Linked DNA regions of Oryctolagus cuniculus: all the other regions are linked to region 1. The links are chromatin contacts, called in public Hi-C and Micro-C maps. All regions are on one chromosome and are shown on one strand. Each heading gives the region's core, a stretch centred on a gene start, on an enhancer-like site or on the middle of the called end of the contact. The rest is flanking DNA. Distances are from core to core; before and after follow the strand shown. Region 1 overlaps SERTAD2 (SERTA domain containing 2). Region 2 has its middle 85 kb from the start of SERTAD2. Region 3 holds the start of AFTPH (aftiphilin).

What was found. A called contact is a pair of places that touch in the nucleus more often than the background predicts.
Region 2: a contact with region 1 is called in a Micro-C map of ear pinna, with 5 times the contacts expected there. The contact joins two enhancer-like sites. A contact is called at or near these places in 3 of 6 Hi-C or Micro-C datasets (ear pinna, psoas muscle and an unstated tissue).
Region 3: a Hi-C map of an unstated tissue shows a contact between it and region 1, with 2.0 times the contacts expected there. The contact joins the promoter of AFTPH here to the enhancer-like site in region 1. A contact is called at or near these places in 3 of 6 Hi-C or Micro-C datasets (ear pinna, psoas muscle and an unstated tissue).

What each region holds. Positions count from the first base shown.
Region 1 is chr2:138,110,519-138,114,985 of mOryCun1.1, forward strand. All of the region lies in intron 1 of SERTAD2 (SERTA domain containing 2), which reads left to right. Among named protein-coding and RNA genes, the nearest start is that of SERTAD2, 110 kb to the left of the region's middle. Within about 2 kb of position 1,848, at least 4 of the 8 cell types and tissues checked have an H3K27ac peak or open chromatin away from gene starts, as enhancers often do. A contact at or near this core is called in ear pinna, where this site is marked.
Region 2 is chr2:137,919,180-137,923,646 of mOryCun1.1, forward strand. No RefSeq gene overlaps it. Among named protein-coding and RNA genes, the nearest start is that of SERTAD2, 85 kb to the right of the region's middle. Within about 2 kb of position 2,147, at least 2 of the 8 cell types and tissues checked have an H3K27ac peak or open chromatin away from gene starts, as enhancers often do. A contact at or near this core is called in ear pinna, where this site is marked.
Region 3 is chr2:138,256,010-138,260,476 of mOryCun1.1, forward strand. AFTPH (aftiphilin) reads right to left here and starts at 1,824. Exons shown (of 10, transcript XM_070069044.1): 1 at 1,684-1,824.

The DNA.
Region 1 (4,467 bases), core at 598-3,097:
AAGTAGCATCACAATTTAAACCCTTATTATATATAAATATGTTCACAATTACCAATTTTCAAATGGAAACAGTGACAATTAATAGTTCATCTGTTGTGTTCCTTGCTATTGAACATACAACATCATATAATCTGAACTTGTAATTTGCATAGAGAGAATTCCAGCAAGTAGTTACACAGTAACTCCCTTCATTATCTCCCTAAGGTTAATTGCACTACATTTTACAATTAAATGGCTCCTCCCAGCGTCCTTTATGAAGGGTTTTCCCAAATAACTGCCCGCAGCGGTATCTGTTCCGAATGGAGGTAATTTACTATTATTAAGAAGCAGTGGGATTAGTGAAGGCTTCTCTGCTATAAAATTCTGGAGACCCATTGTGTGGTTCAGAGTCCACTTTAGAAACCGCACTGGAAATTCTGAGCTGCTGGCTTCTCCAAATCTTCTCCTCACATGGGTTTGTGTTTGTTGTGTGAGCGTGTTCTCACTTCAGGAATCCTCCAGGGATTTTAACCATGGTTTTTGAAACATCAATGCTACTTATACACATGCAACAAAACCTTTCTGGGTTGTGCTTGGCAAGCCTCCAAACTTCTTCAGCATTGTCCTTTAGATGCTTGAATTTGGGAGCAGTCTTGGATATGAATGTTTGTGCTCTGAGAGATGTGTAGCTGGAAACTGCAGTGGAGAAAGGCATTCCCACCGCCTGTTACTCTGCTGCGCCCCCTTGTGGATGTGCTGCGTCTGTCAGAATGTAAAGGAGTTCTGACTCGTGCTGGACGTGGCTTGTTTACCTGGAGCACGGATAGCTTTCTTCTGTGCAAAAATCTAGCAGTTAAAATGAGTACAATGGTTCTCACTGAATGTGCAAATAATTTATTGTGATTGTTTTTTAATTTCATAGAATTTCTAAGGTTTGTATTGACTTGTCGTAGTTTAAACGTTTTATTGTGGAAAATTCCAAACATGCTGAACAGTAAAAGGAAGAGTACAGTGCGTCACCTTGTACTGGTCGCCCAGCATCGACAGCCACAGACATTTTGCCTGTCGTATTCCATCAACATGTTCAGGGTTATTTTCCTTCCCGGAGTACAAAGCATCAGCTCATATTTGATGTATGTGTTTGTTAAGTTCCAATTCAGAACTGTCGGGTTCTACTAAACCTTAACTTTAATTAGGTGTGCAGTCGTTTAGCCAGAATCCTCAAATAAAAGAAGAGAATTGGTAGCATTTCCATTGTCCTTGGGAGAAGGTGACTGGTTTCTGTGGCTGCATAGACCTGAGATTAAGACCTAAAACTCCCTGCTGGCAGAGGTACCAATAAGACAGGAGATTAGAAACATTTTACACAACTTGATATTTAGTCTAAAGTGCCTGATTTTCTTTCCAAATGTTTGCTGACAAGACCGTAATTAATTCGTAAGGAATAGTGATGTGAAATATCCCCTCTCCTCTCTCTTGTTTACTAATGGCATTTAGTTATCAATATCTCTAAAATTTCTTTCATTTTTCCAGAGAAAAGAATCATATTTGATAAACCACCAGTGTTGGGAATTGTCTTCAGTTTTATAGAAGCATGTAAAAATTCTGCGAGAGAAAGCTAGAATTTCTTAAAATGGGAACTGTAGAAAACAGCCGCGTACAGTCAGAGCCGTTGTTTCTGAAGTGGACTTGGAGGTTGACATGGCGGGGTTTCAGTTTCCCTGCAGGCTGCCAGGAGGAGGCCAGGAGGGTCGTCCTGTGGGTCTCCGTGCAGCTGCAGGGGCTGAGCTCCAGGCGCGGCTGCGGTGCCCCGCGGGCCTGGCCTGGTCGGCGGGGGAGGCTTGGGCCCTCGGCACCCGGCTGCAAACAGTGGTGTCGGGTTACAGGTTCAGAGTCTCCCAGAGCACGGGTAACTGGCTGTTCTAGTGACTGGCTTTATAATTACATTGCCGATTTGTTAGGGGAGGCTTTGTCTTACTTACCAATTAGCATGGGTGTTACTGTGGGCACCTCCAAAACCCTGGATGAGCTTTGCGTTTAAAAAAAACGCTTTCTGACCCCAGGCAGCTTAGGGGTTAGCAGCACTTGCTGTCTAGCTGTCTTGGCCGAGCCCTTACCCTGTGTGTCTGGAAGCTGGGGCTGCTTTGCCACTGTTGCTGGCACTCCCTGGGCCATGGGCAGTCATAGCCCTGCACCCTCTTGCAGGAGGGACAGCGGAGACCCTCTTGCTTGTAGTAGCTTCCTGTTCCGACCCCGCCAGCATCACCTTCCCCAGGGTGGCTTTTGTGTGCTCCCTGGTGTGGGGGTGGGGAGGTTGTCGGGTGCTGAGCACGTGGGTGGGGTCACAGTGCTCCGTCGTGAAAGTTGTCTGAGCCAGCATCTCCCACCCCACCCCCATGGAAGTAGGCTGGGGCTTTTCCTTCCTGCCCGGGAGCGAGCTGCCCAGCTGCCGGGTTTCTGAAGAGCCCTTCCCCAGAGGCGGGCCTCCCGGCTGGTGGGAAACACCCTTTTGTTGAGAGCCGCCTCTCCCTTCCAACCACCCGGCGGAAGGCCAGTATGTGGAAGGAGGGGAAGGAGAATATTCTCTTTCCCAAGTTGTCTCAAAGCAGTTTGTGGCCCAGCTCTGAGCCCGCTTCTCTGGGGCCGGGAGCCTGCCTGTCACGCACACAGTTCACTGTGCCATGGGCGCTGCTTTCTTCCACCCCCTTCCTCAAAAGAAACAGAAAGAACACGGTTCCACCCACAGCCTTGGGTACTGGCGGCACTGGGTGTCAGAGGAAACGGCCCCCGCTGGCCTCTCCTCAGCCTTTGCTGCCTTTCTTTTCCAAAGAGGGGCTGCATGTGTGCGCGCGTGTGTGTGCACGTATCTCTGAATGGTTGATGTCAGTGCAGAGACCCGAGCGTATGGTTTCAGTGTTGGCATGGGCGCTGCTGGCCGCTTCCACCAGCAGAGTGGTGAGACCAGGGAGACAGCCTCTGAAAACTGCCCTTGGAGTGAGGAGCCCTTCCCCAGACAGCTGTGCCCGCTCAGGTCTTTAAAAACTTGTTTTTGTCTGAAGCCTGCAAGCCAGGGGCGGCCTCTACTGTGCTCCCCGGGCCCCACAGGCCCACCTGTAGCCACCTTCACATAGCTGACTTTTAAAGCAGCAAGTTGCTTAATTGTGAAGTCTGCCGTAGGTCTGAAAAAGGACACCGCTGAATTTCTAGTCCTGTTACTACTGCGAAAGGAAGTTGGATCAGGCTCTTGACAGTGTATGGAGGGCATGAACCAGCAGGGCCTTGAGGTGTGTGGACGTGAAGGCTTCCAGGAGTGCCTCCCTCTGAGCCACCTGCGTACTAACAGCACACCCTTGTGAGAGCGTGCCAGTGGCTCCACCGCTGCCTGGTCACTTTCAGTCACACATCTTTCAGACACACCTTCCCTATCACTTCCTCTCTTCAGAAATTGGAACCAAGCTACCAATTTTGAGCCCCTCTCCTCTCAGAGATCTTTTGAAGCCTAACTTCTCTCTCTCTGCATATTAAGCAGGGAAGTCTGTTGGTGGTGAGGGACTTTTCTTGTCTTGGGTTGGGACTCTTGTTTGTGAGGGATTAGGTACAACCATAAGGCAGACTTCCACATCTCTTTTGTGATTGGCTTGGAGCCTTTGAGGTGGGCTGGGGAGGGCTCCTGGTGCAGGCCTCCCACAATTCCCTGAGGCTAGCCCCAGGCTCTTGACTGCCAGGAAGCCCTGGTGACTGAGAGATGGGGTGAAGGTTACAGCGTGTGTGTGTGTGTGTGTGTGTGTGTGTATGACAGAGTGGTGGTTTGCAGACATAGATTTTATATAAAATCACAATTTTGACAGTTCAGACAGCATTAAAAGTGAACTTAAAACCTGTTTAAGGGGCTGTCTCTGTTGCATACTGGGGAACGCCATCGCCTGCAGTACAGGCATCCCATATGGGAGCCGGTTCGAGTCCCTGCTGCTCCACTTCTGATCCAGCTCTCTGCTATTGCCTGGAAAAGCAGCAGAAGATGACCCAAGTCCTTGGGCCCCTGTACCCATGTGGGAGACCTGGAGGAAGTTCCTGGCTTTGAATCAGCACAGCTCCGGCCATTTTGGCCATCTAGGGAGTAAACCAGCAGATGGAAGGCCTCTCGCTTGCTTGCTGTCTCTCTCTGTAACTCTGCCTTTCAAATAGATAAGTAAATCTTTTTTTTCTTTCTTTCTTTTTTTTTTTTTTTTTTTAAAAAGGCTGTTTTAGAGACAGTAGCTTTTAAAGTTGAAAAACAATCCAGTGCTATGGCACAGCCTGAGTGCCAGCATCCCATACAGGCGCCAGTTCGAGTCCTGGTTGCTCCACTTCCAATCCAGTTCCCTGCTAATGTGCTTGGGAAAGCAGCAGAGGATAGCCCAAGTCCTTGGGCCCCTGCACCCACATGGGAGACCTGGAAGAAGCTCCTGGCTTTGGCCTAGCCCACCCCTGGTCGTTGCAGCCATTTGG
Region 2 (4,467 bases), core at 897-3,396, 190 kb before region 1:
CTCCTGCTTTCCCAGGTGCATTAGCAGGGAGCTGGATCAGAAGTGGAGAAGCCAGGACTTGAATTGGCACCCATATGGGTTGCAGACATCACAGGTGGTGACCTTACCTGCTACACTGCACTGCCGGTTCCTGTGGTCTATTCTTGACTCTCTCTGCCCCTTGGACTGTGCCCCCACCACTGCTCTTGCTGATCTCTCCAAGGACCCAATAATGGACCCAGGCCACGGGCTGGCTGCTCAGGGTGGTCCTGCTCACCCACCCACCTCTTAGAGCCTGATGTCTCCCGTGTCCCTTGCCACCTCCCCAGCTGTCTCTGCTGGTGTTGCTCAGTCTCCTCTTGGGGGATCTCCCCTCTACACTGTAATGTAGGGCCTCCTTTCCCCCTTCTCAACAGGGCCTTACCCACTTCTCTTGGAAGATTCCAGCTACAACACTTTGGAGTGCAATCAGAGGCTGACAGCTCTTCAACTCGTAACTCCAGCCAAGACCTTACTTCTCCGCTTTCAGCTGTGCTGGCTGGGAAGCCATGAAGGTGACAGTTAAGGCCCCGGGGTTTGGAGTCAGACAGATCTAGGTTTGAGTCCTGGCTCTGCCATCAGCTGTGTGACTGTGCTCAGGCACCTTACGCTCTCTGTGCCCATTTGCTCAAGTGTGAACGTGGGATCACAGGATACTTGCTTTAGGGAGCTGCTGAGATTAAATGAGATTATGTAGCGTGCTCAGCCCAGTGCCTGGTTCACACTCACAATCCAGGCAGTTAATTACACAGCCTTTGCCCATTTTATTTTTAAGCTTTCATTTCTTGAACTGCCAGGCACTAAACAATTCATATCATTTAATCCCCTAAACCAAAAAAAAAAAAAAAAAAAAAAAGTCGGGGAGCCAGGAGGCTGGGAGAGGAGCAAGGCCTCACCACCTGGCTGTGGCCCAGCCTTGGCCAGCCTGATGCTGGACTCCTGCTCACCTCCTGCCAAGGCGCCCGTCAGCCTGGTCAGTCACGATTCACTTTCCCCGCCCCACGCCGCCGGCTCTGCCTCCTAACAGCCCATTTTGCAGACAGGCGGTCAGTAAGAACTAACCCCTTGTGGGGAGGAGGGTGTGTGCACTGCGGGGTGGGGGTGGGGCGCTAGACTCCACTCCCCTTCTCTACAGCCCCACCCCCACCCACCCAAACTCCCCCCTCCCCTCAGGGCTCCCGACCGCCAGCAGCCCCTCCAGACCTTTCCACTGGGTTCTGGCCAGTGCCAGAGTCAGTCACTCTTCTGGCGGGAGTCAGCTCTGGGTGGGACATCAATCAACAGTTGTTAAGGACCCCTCAGAAGGACCCCAGCTTCTCCGCACCCAGGTGACCTTGCCGGTCCCAGGACAAAACGTCTGGGGGATTCAAGCAAAAGATGAAAGGCGGGGAGGCCCCCAGGTGTGATGCGACCCCCGAACGTGGCAGCCGGCTGAGGTTGGGCAGGATTCGCCCTCTAGAAACAGGCGCTGGCTCCAGGAGTGCCCTTCCCCGCGCCAGCCGTCCCTTTCGCCCCAGGAGGGGTCAGTAGCGAGCAGAAGGTGTCGTCGTGGGATGGAGCTGGTGACTTGCCTCCGGGCTTGCTCTCCGTTCCCCGGGCAGATGGCCGAAGAAAACACTCTGGCCACACAATCGCCCTTTCATTAACATCTCTGGCAGTCTGGGGACAATTCAGGACGGAAACGGTTTCTCTTGCTCCTGCGTCTGTAGGCAGGAGACACCCGGCTAGGTGGGGAGGGAGGGGGCCCTCGCATCGTCCCGGGGCTCCCTCGGAGTCTCACGTTAACCCCTCAAGGGGCCCTGCCCCCGGGCTAACCCCGCCTGTGCGCTGGGAGGCCCGGTGCTGCGAGCCCAAGGGCCCTGCGGGGCGCTCCGCTCTGCCGCACGCGCCCCGGTGCGTCCCGGCATGGCGCGTGGCTGTCTGCTGTGTACCACCCGCCTGGATTGCAGCCTCCCTGAGCCCTGTTTGGAGGTCTCCTTGGCTCGTACACCGCGGTCCTTCCTGGAAAACATACGTGGCAAGGGGAAGGGGTCTTCTCTGTCAAACCAAAGGGGAGTGTTGCTCAGGCGCCCACAGCTGCTGGGGTGGGTGTAAGAATACCAAACGACCAAAGGCAAAGCCCTGAGACGCTCTCTTACTTGCCGGCTTCGTGGTTGAGGTGGTAGGGCAGGAAAGAGTCAAACCTGTGGGCTGCCGCCTGCTTGCGCAATCCTAGGGCCAGTTAAGATTTCTTAACAGCAGTTTCTTAAGCTCCTGAATTCTAGAGCTTTGGAGCTAAAGAAAGCTCGGAGGCTTTCTTAGGACACCCGGCCCCCGGCAGCAGCCACAGTGCCAGGGTTTGATAACTGGCCCCAGCTTCTGATCTCAGCTTCCTGCCAATGCACACGCTGGGAGACAGCAGTGATGGCTCCCGGTAGTTGGGTCCCTGCCACCCATAGGGGAGACCTGGGTTGAGTTCCTGGCTCCCGGCTGCAGACCCACCGGATGGAGCTTATCCTTCCCCGACTGTATCTGCTGGGCAGAGGCCAGGTGGAGAAGCAGTGGGGAGTTTAAGGGAAGCATCCGTCGAACGCAGAGGCTCTCCCTTGGGTTAGTAACTTTACAAGTATAAGGGGAAACATTGGGTTTCATTAGGAAATCGTGGCTCTCACACAGCACACCCTTCAGGCTTGTGAGATTCTCACCCTGTTCCTTGTCTTTCAGCTGTTTCCCAACTCTGTAAATTGTAGCTCATTAATACATGCTCAAGTCAGGGAGAAAGTTGACTTCTCACTTGGCAGGAAAAAAAATCATTTTTGTCTTCATCTGCAATTCATCTCCACATTCCTTTGTATAAATTTGTGATTCTTTTTTCCCTGTGAATCCATTGTAACATCTCTCTGCCTGGGTCTGTCATATCATTTGAGCAACATAAAGTTCTTTAACATGTGTTTATTATTTATTTATTTGAGAGAGAGAGAGAGAGAGAGTGTGTGCAAGCATTCCCACCCACTGGTTCTCTTCATAAATGCCTGCAGCAGCTGGAATTGGGCCAGGTGGAAGCCAGGAGCCCCAGGTCCCCACTACTTGAGCCATCACCTGCTGCCTTCCGGGGTCTGCTTAGCAGGAAATTGGAGTCAGGAGCCAGAGGCAGGTATTGAACCCAGGCACTCTGATGTGGGTAGTGATATCTTAAACACCTGCCCCCATTTAAAAATATTTTTATGGAAGTCATGATTTTCCCTTTCAGCAATGTCACGCCACATCCACCAGGTCCAGCTCTCCCACTGTGACATGGGCCTGTTTCCGTGTCCAGGTGAATCCAACCAGATCTATTCTTGGGCAGGCTCTGCCTGGGGAGAGGACAGGGCTGGCTGCCAGGGCTGGACCAAAGATGGCTGTGACAAAGACTGGATGACTCAGGGATGGTCTTGTGGGGTCTCCAACGTATCCTGGCTGCCTGAGACTGGGGAGCTGCCTAGCTGGCCCTGATCTTTAAGAAAGGGAAAGGGGACTGTGCCTGGGCCTTCCTGCTGGTGAACGCTGCGCATGCTCTCTCTCTCTCTCTCTCTCTCTCTGCTCTTAGGCAGCTCCTTGAGCAGACAGCTCTTCCCTTTCTGCCTTCATTGGTATTCATTAGGTATTTTTAAATGTCTAATTGCAAGATTTCATTCTAAGAAGCCTGAGATTTCACACCAAGGTGTGAATTAGGGTCCAGTAACTCAGAGCCTGTCTCCTTCACTACTTAATTTAGAGAGATGCTGGTTGACGCAAGGCTTCTGGTGCCAAAAAATCGTTCATTGCTCAGCCTTCTAGCCAAGCACAGTGAAAAATATGGTCATAAATACTCATTCCAACAACTCCCCAGACCACAGTCACAATGCTTTTACACTGCACTTACTCGGGGCTCCCCAGCCAAAATCGCTTTGCTGCTGCTTCTCCAGGTCGTTGGAAACCTGTGTCTCCCCCACACCTACCTTGATGTGTACCCCCTTCCATGCACTCCTGGGCCGGTGGTCCATGTGTCTAGATGCCAAGTTGAAGCTGTGGGCCCTGACTTCTTGCAGTCAGTTTCCTGTAGTCGTAAACCTCTGGCTTGTTGGCTTACCACGTGGTGATTCGCTGGCCCTGGTTGTTTGGCTTTCACCATGGGAGGCCCTTGCTCCTGGGGTTAGCTGTCCAGGCAGGACTAATTAGGTCACTGGGTGGGGGTCTGCAGGGTGCGCGTGCACAGTGGAATGGTGTAGGGGGAGGAGGACAGGAAGTCTGGGGAAGACAAAGTCCTTTCTCACATCCCATGAATTGCACTGTAATTCCTGGATTCACTTAGAACACAGGCCCAGAGCAGTCACCAGCCATTCCCTATAGGGATAGACTATGAGTTCCCCACCTTTGTTTCTTAATGATGGCCACATAATAGAGCTAACTGGGAACTTCAGAAATAGCGACACCTAAGCCCTCTCCCTTCCC
Region 3 (4,467 bases), core at 574-3,073, 150 kb after region 1:
AGGCACTTCAGATGTCACACAAAATAAAACACTATTTGCTACTCAAATTTCATCCCCTTTCTGAACTAGTTCTTTTTGACTAGCTGTAAGAACAAATTAAAAATTAAAACGATGTTTTAAATAGGATGCACCTAGATTATATGTGTTTTCTAAAGACAATTGGATTCTGCAAAATTCATCAATGGGATTACAGACGCATTATCTCTGTTTTGATACAGGATTATTTTAAAGTAATCTCTGGGTCAAATGACCAGAAAACATCAAACTTAGATGTCCTAAATATTAGCTGAATTCTAGTGAATTTCTTTAAAGAGCTTTTTAAAAGATTTTAACACGTCTCTGTACTTTGAAGATTAATTGATCTAGTTTGATACCCAGAGGAACACCCATTAGGTGCCATTTATGGAGCTAGACTTTTAATCCATATGGAAATTATCTTTATGAACAAAATTGAGAAAAACCACAGAGACTTGGTTTAAACAAATATACTTTCTGTTGTGTTAAAAATGACTACTACAAAAGCCAACAATTAAGCTGCAGCCCTGAAGTGCAGGTAAACTGTGCTAATCATTCAACAGAACAGTGTTCAAACGTATTTCCCCCACAATTTAGCATATGCCACTATTTCTACGTCCAAGAAGTTAACGGAAAGCAACCATTAAATGTAACATCAAGGATAAACTCTGCTCACCACTCCACCCCACCCCCCTAAAAAGAAAACTCCGATTAAGAGATAAAAGCGAGAGGGCAGATTTATACTATAGGAAAAGTTCAAACCCAAAGTTCTACTTTGACTTCTCCTAAAGTAGAACTCTGGAACTCAACTATTGCTTTTCCTACACCCCCCCCCCAATTATTTGCATGTGTGAGTCAGTCCTTACCCCAGCCAGCAGAAGATTGGGGGGGGGGGGGGAACCAAGCTATAACTTGCGCAAACCCACAGGAAAATAAATACAACTTCTATTCCTTTCCTAATGGAAAGCACCCACCACGGCTCACCTCACACCCTGTCCCTGCCCCAGGCAACACGCAGCACCTGCCAAGCCGGGCGCTTAAAGAATAATGGTCCAACTTTTCAAACGCAATTTGAAGAGACGCAGATTATTTCTGGAGGGACCCAAGAAGAAGGCAGAAAAGGCCCCCTTAGAAAAGGATGCACGAGCTTTGGGGGCTGTCGCCCCTGCTTGCTGGAGGATTCAAAATCCGCTGGTTTCAGAGACCCCAGGCAGCCGCGGGCCGCGGGCCTCGGCAGAGCAAGCAGTGTTTACACCTGTCACGAGGGAGGGGGAGGGAGGAAGAGGAAGCCCGAGCCGTGCCCCAAACTTCTCAACAGCTCCCGGGAGGGAGCGGCCGGCGCCGAGCTGCGGGCAGGTGGAAGCCAAAGGGCAGGGCGAGCCGGCAGCGGCCGGGGAAGGGACGGCTCGCACTCCCCCGGCCGGTGTCCGGCGAGCCGGGAACGGGGCCGTGCGGTTCGGGCGCCGCCAGCGGCGTTCCCGCACCCGCGCGGAAGGGAGCACAGCCCGACGCCCGCAGGCCCGCAGAGCCGTCCCCGTCTCCGCAGCCTCCAGGTCCGCAGCGAGCAGGTGCTCGAGGCCAGGGTGAGGGTCCAGCCTGTGGGCCGGGCCCAGTCCCCGCACCTTTCCCCACCCCGCGCAGCTCGGGGAGCGGAGCGGCAGCGCTTACCTGGCTCGTCTGGGGCGGCCGCGATGGGCATGGCTCAGGGGCCCGGGGAGGAACTGGCTCCCCGGGGACGGACCGGCTACTCCGACGCAGACCTGCTGAGAGCGGAAGACAGGCTGTTCACAGCCCTGTCAGCGCAGCAGCGCCATGGACGCCCACCCGGAGTTTCAGCGCTGCCGCGGGACCCCCATCCCACTACCCTCCGCCCTCTTCCGCCGCCGCCGCCGCCTCCTCCACCTCCTCCTCCGCGGAGACCCCCCGCCCACTCCACACACTCTCCCATCATGCAGCGGGGGAACCGCTGCCACCGACACGTCACTTCCGGGCGCAGGTGGCTAGGTCGGGGCCCGGCGCTGGTGGGTGCTGTGGGGTGGGGGAAGACGCTCCAGGGGAATTAGTGTCACAGAACGCTTACCCCTGCGCAGGCGCCGTGCCGCCGAGCTCCGGCCGCCATTTTGGGTACGGGCAAACCGCCCTTTCCTTTTACTTCCTTGCGAGTCATCGAGCTGTGGGCGACAGACGTCCTCCCGCCCTCCGCCGCCCAAGGAGGCAGCGCTCCCGGCGAGGAGCAGCCGCTGCTCTCAGCCCGTCGGAATTATTGGTCAACCCAGGACCGAGTTAAGACTCCCATTAAAATTGCACGGGTTTGGAAATACGGAACCAGACTTTTCTGTACCATAAACCAATTAGGGAACATTCATCGGCTTGCCCTTTTCGCCCTGAAAAATGACTTTTTCATTCCCAGTCCAAGTCCCTTGCTCTTTTCTATGTAAGCCAACAGAGGAGCAAGCCGGTGTTTAATAAGTAACAAAGAACGGATGGCTACAAATCGAACTTAAGGTGAGAAAGCTGCAGCTTGCCGCCGGACTGACAAATAGTCTTGGGCAAAATAATGATAATCCAGACTTTTGCTAACGGACGGAGACAGCGGCCGTTTTTCATAGCTCTTTCAGAGGAATAGCCAATGAAACTTGAAAAATCAACCTCTGAATCTGAACTCATTTCGCTAACAGAGGTCATAGCAAGTTCTAACCTTTCGCCTTCCTTTACGGTGAATCCTGTGAGAACTCTGGCCACTGTGGAAATCTGACCGCATCCCCCAGATTATTATTACTGTCGGGGATGCTGAGCCCAGGGTCCTGCTCTGTGAATCATGACCCCTGCAGGGTCCCCCGGTCTGCCCACCTTTGCCCAACCTCTGCATCAGTAATTTGAAAAATTTAAAATATTTCCCAAACAGCGAAGCTCAGCAACTACGCCAAGAGACAAGGCTGGAAAACACCCTCCGCCACAGAGAAGTGTCCACCCCTCTGAGGAGGAATTAAACAAATCAGGGGAAAGATAAGGACAATAGCAGTTCATCATGGTCTATCCCGCCCCTACAATGTTCTAGACAAATTAAGTTGCAGCGTTAAAATAGACCCGCATTTGCCTCCTTACAACTCAGTCGCTGTAAAGTATACGGAGACTGCATCCCTTTACATCGGAGTACCAAGTGCTTTGTGGTGACGCTGGATTTTTTGATTATTGCTTAAGTCGCTAAAGTGAGAAAAATCTACATGGCTTGTCAAATTTTTCCCATTGTATTTCGCCCCCTGCTGGTTTAGCTCATGTGCAAGCTCGAATACTCCTATGTATGTCAGTACAAATGTGTATTAACCAGGAAGGACACAAACTAAATATTTGTGTGTGATATGTGCATATGTGTGTGTGAAAACTGGTAATGAATTGATTTTAGACAAACATATGCTTGCTTTCATTTGAGCTCTACTAAATAGAAAATTGGAATGAGAGCATATGACAAGATCCTAAAATAGTCCCTATACTAAGAAAGTGTTTAAAATAATGAATTTACCGGAGAGTGTTCTGGATAGCAGGCTAAACCCTGGCTGTGACAACAGCATCCCTTATCGCAGCACCAGTTTGATTTCCAGCTGCTCCACTTTCTGTGCAGCTCCCTGCATAATGGGCCTGGGAAAGCAGCAGGTGGTGGCGCAAGTGTTTGGGCTCCTGCCACCCAGGTGGTAGGCCAAGATAGAGCGCCTTTGCTCCTGGCTTCCATCAACTTGGCCCAACTCTAGCCAGGTGGGGTCATCTGGGCAGTGAACCAGCAAGTGGAAGATTCTCCCCCTGCCGTAAATAAAATAAAAAATTTTTAAGAAAAAAATTAATCTACACATCAAAACATTGAAAAAGAAGCCCTTCTTTTGGGAAAATGTCTTCCTGATTTCATACTTATGATTACAAAATGCTTTTTGCCAGGTAAATACAGAAACTAATTCTATTTAAGAACAACAGTGGAAAGATCAGTTTCCAACTTTGTATGTAAAAATCAAATGGCTGTTTGGCCAACTAATTTGCAAATATAATCAACAAATTTGTAATTGAAAACCAGTCTTTTAAATCTGAAGAAAGCATTTTAATGCTTATGGAACTGTATTGAAAAAGAGACATTTTTAAGGTGATAAATCTGTGGGAAATATATTTATTATATTCATTGCATTTGGAGTTGATGACAATATTCTTTTTGCATTCATTTTTTCCTTTAAAATTATCACTTTAACTGCATGACCTAAGAATTATAATCAAGAAAAGAAAATATATGGATGTGTAAACAACTGTAGTTGTGCTTAGTTTATAGTGATGGAAAGTGTATTTTACTTTGATTAAATAAATAATGTTGGAATATTAAAAAAATAGACTGGCTATCAATTGTTGCATGTACTTCTATTTTTTTTTCTTGTGGACTTTTTACAAAGTTGTAATCATAATGTAAGTAGTTTTTTT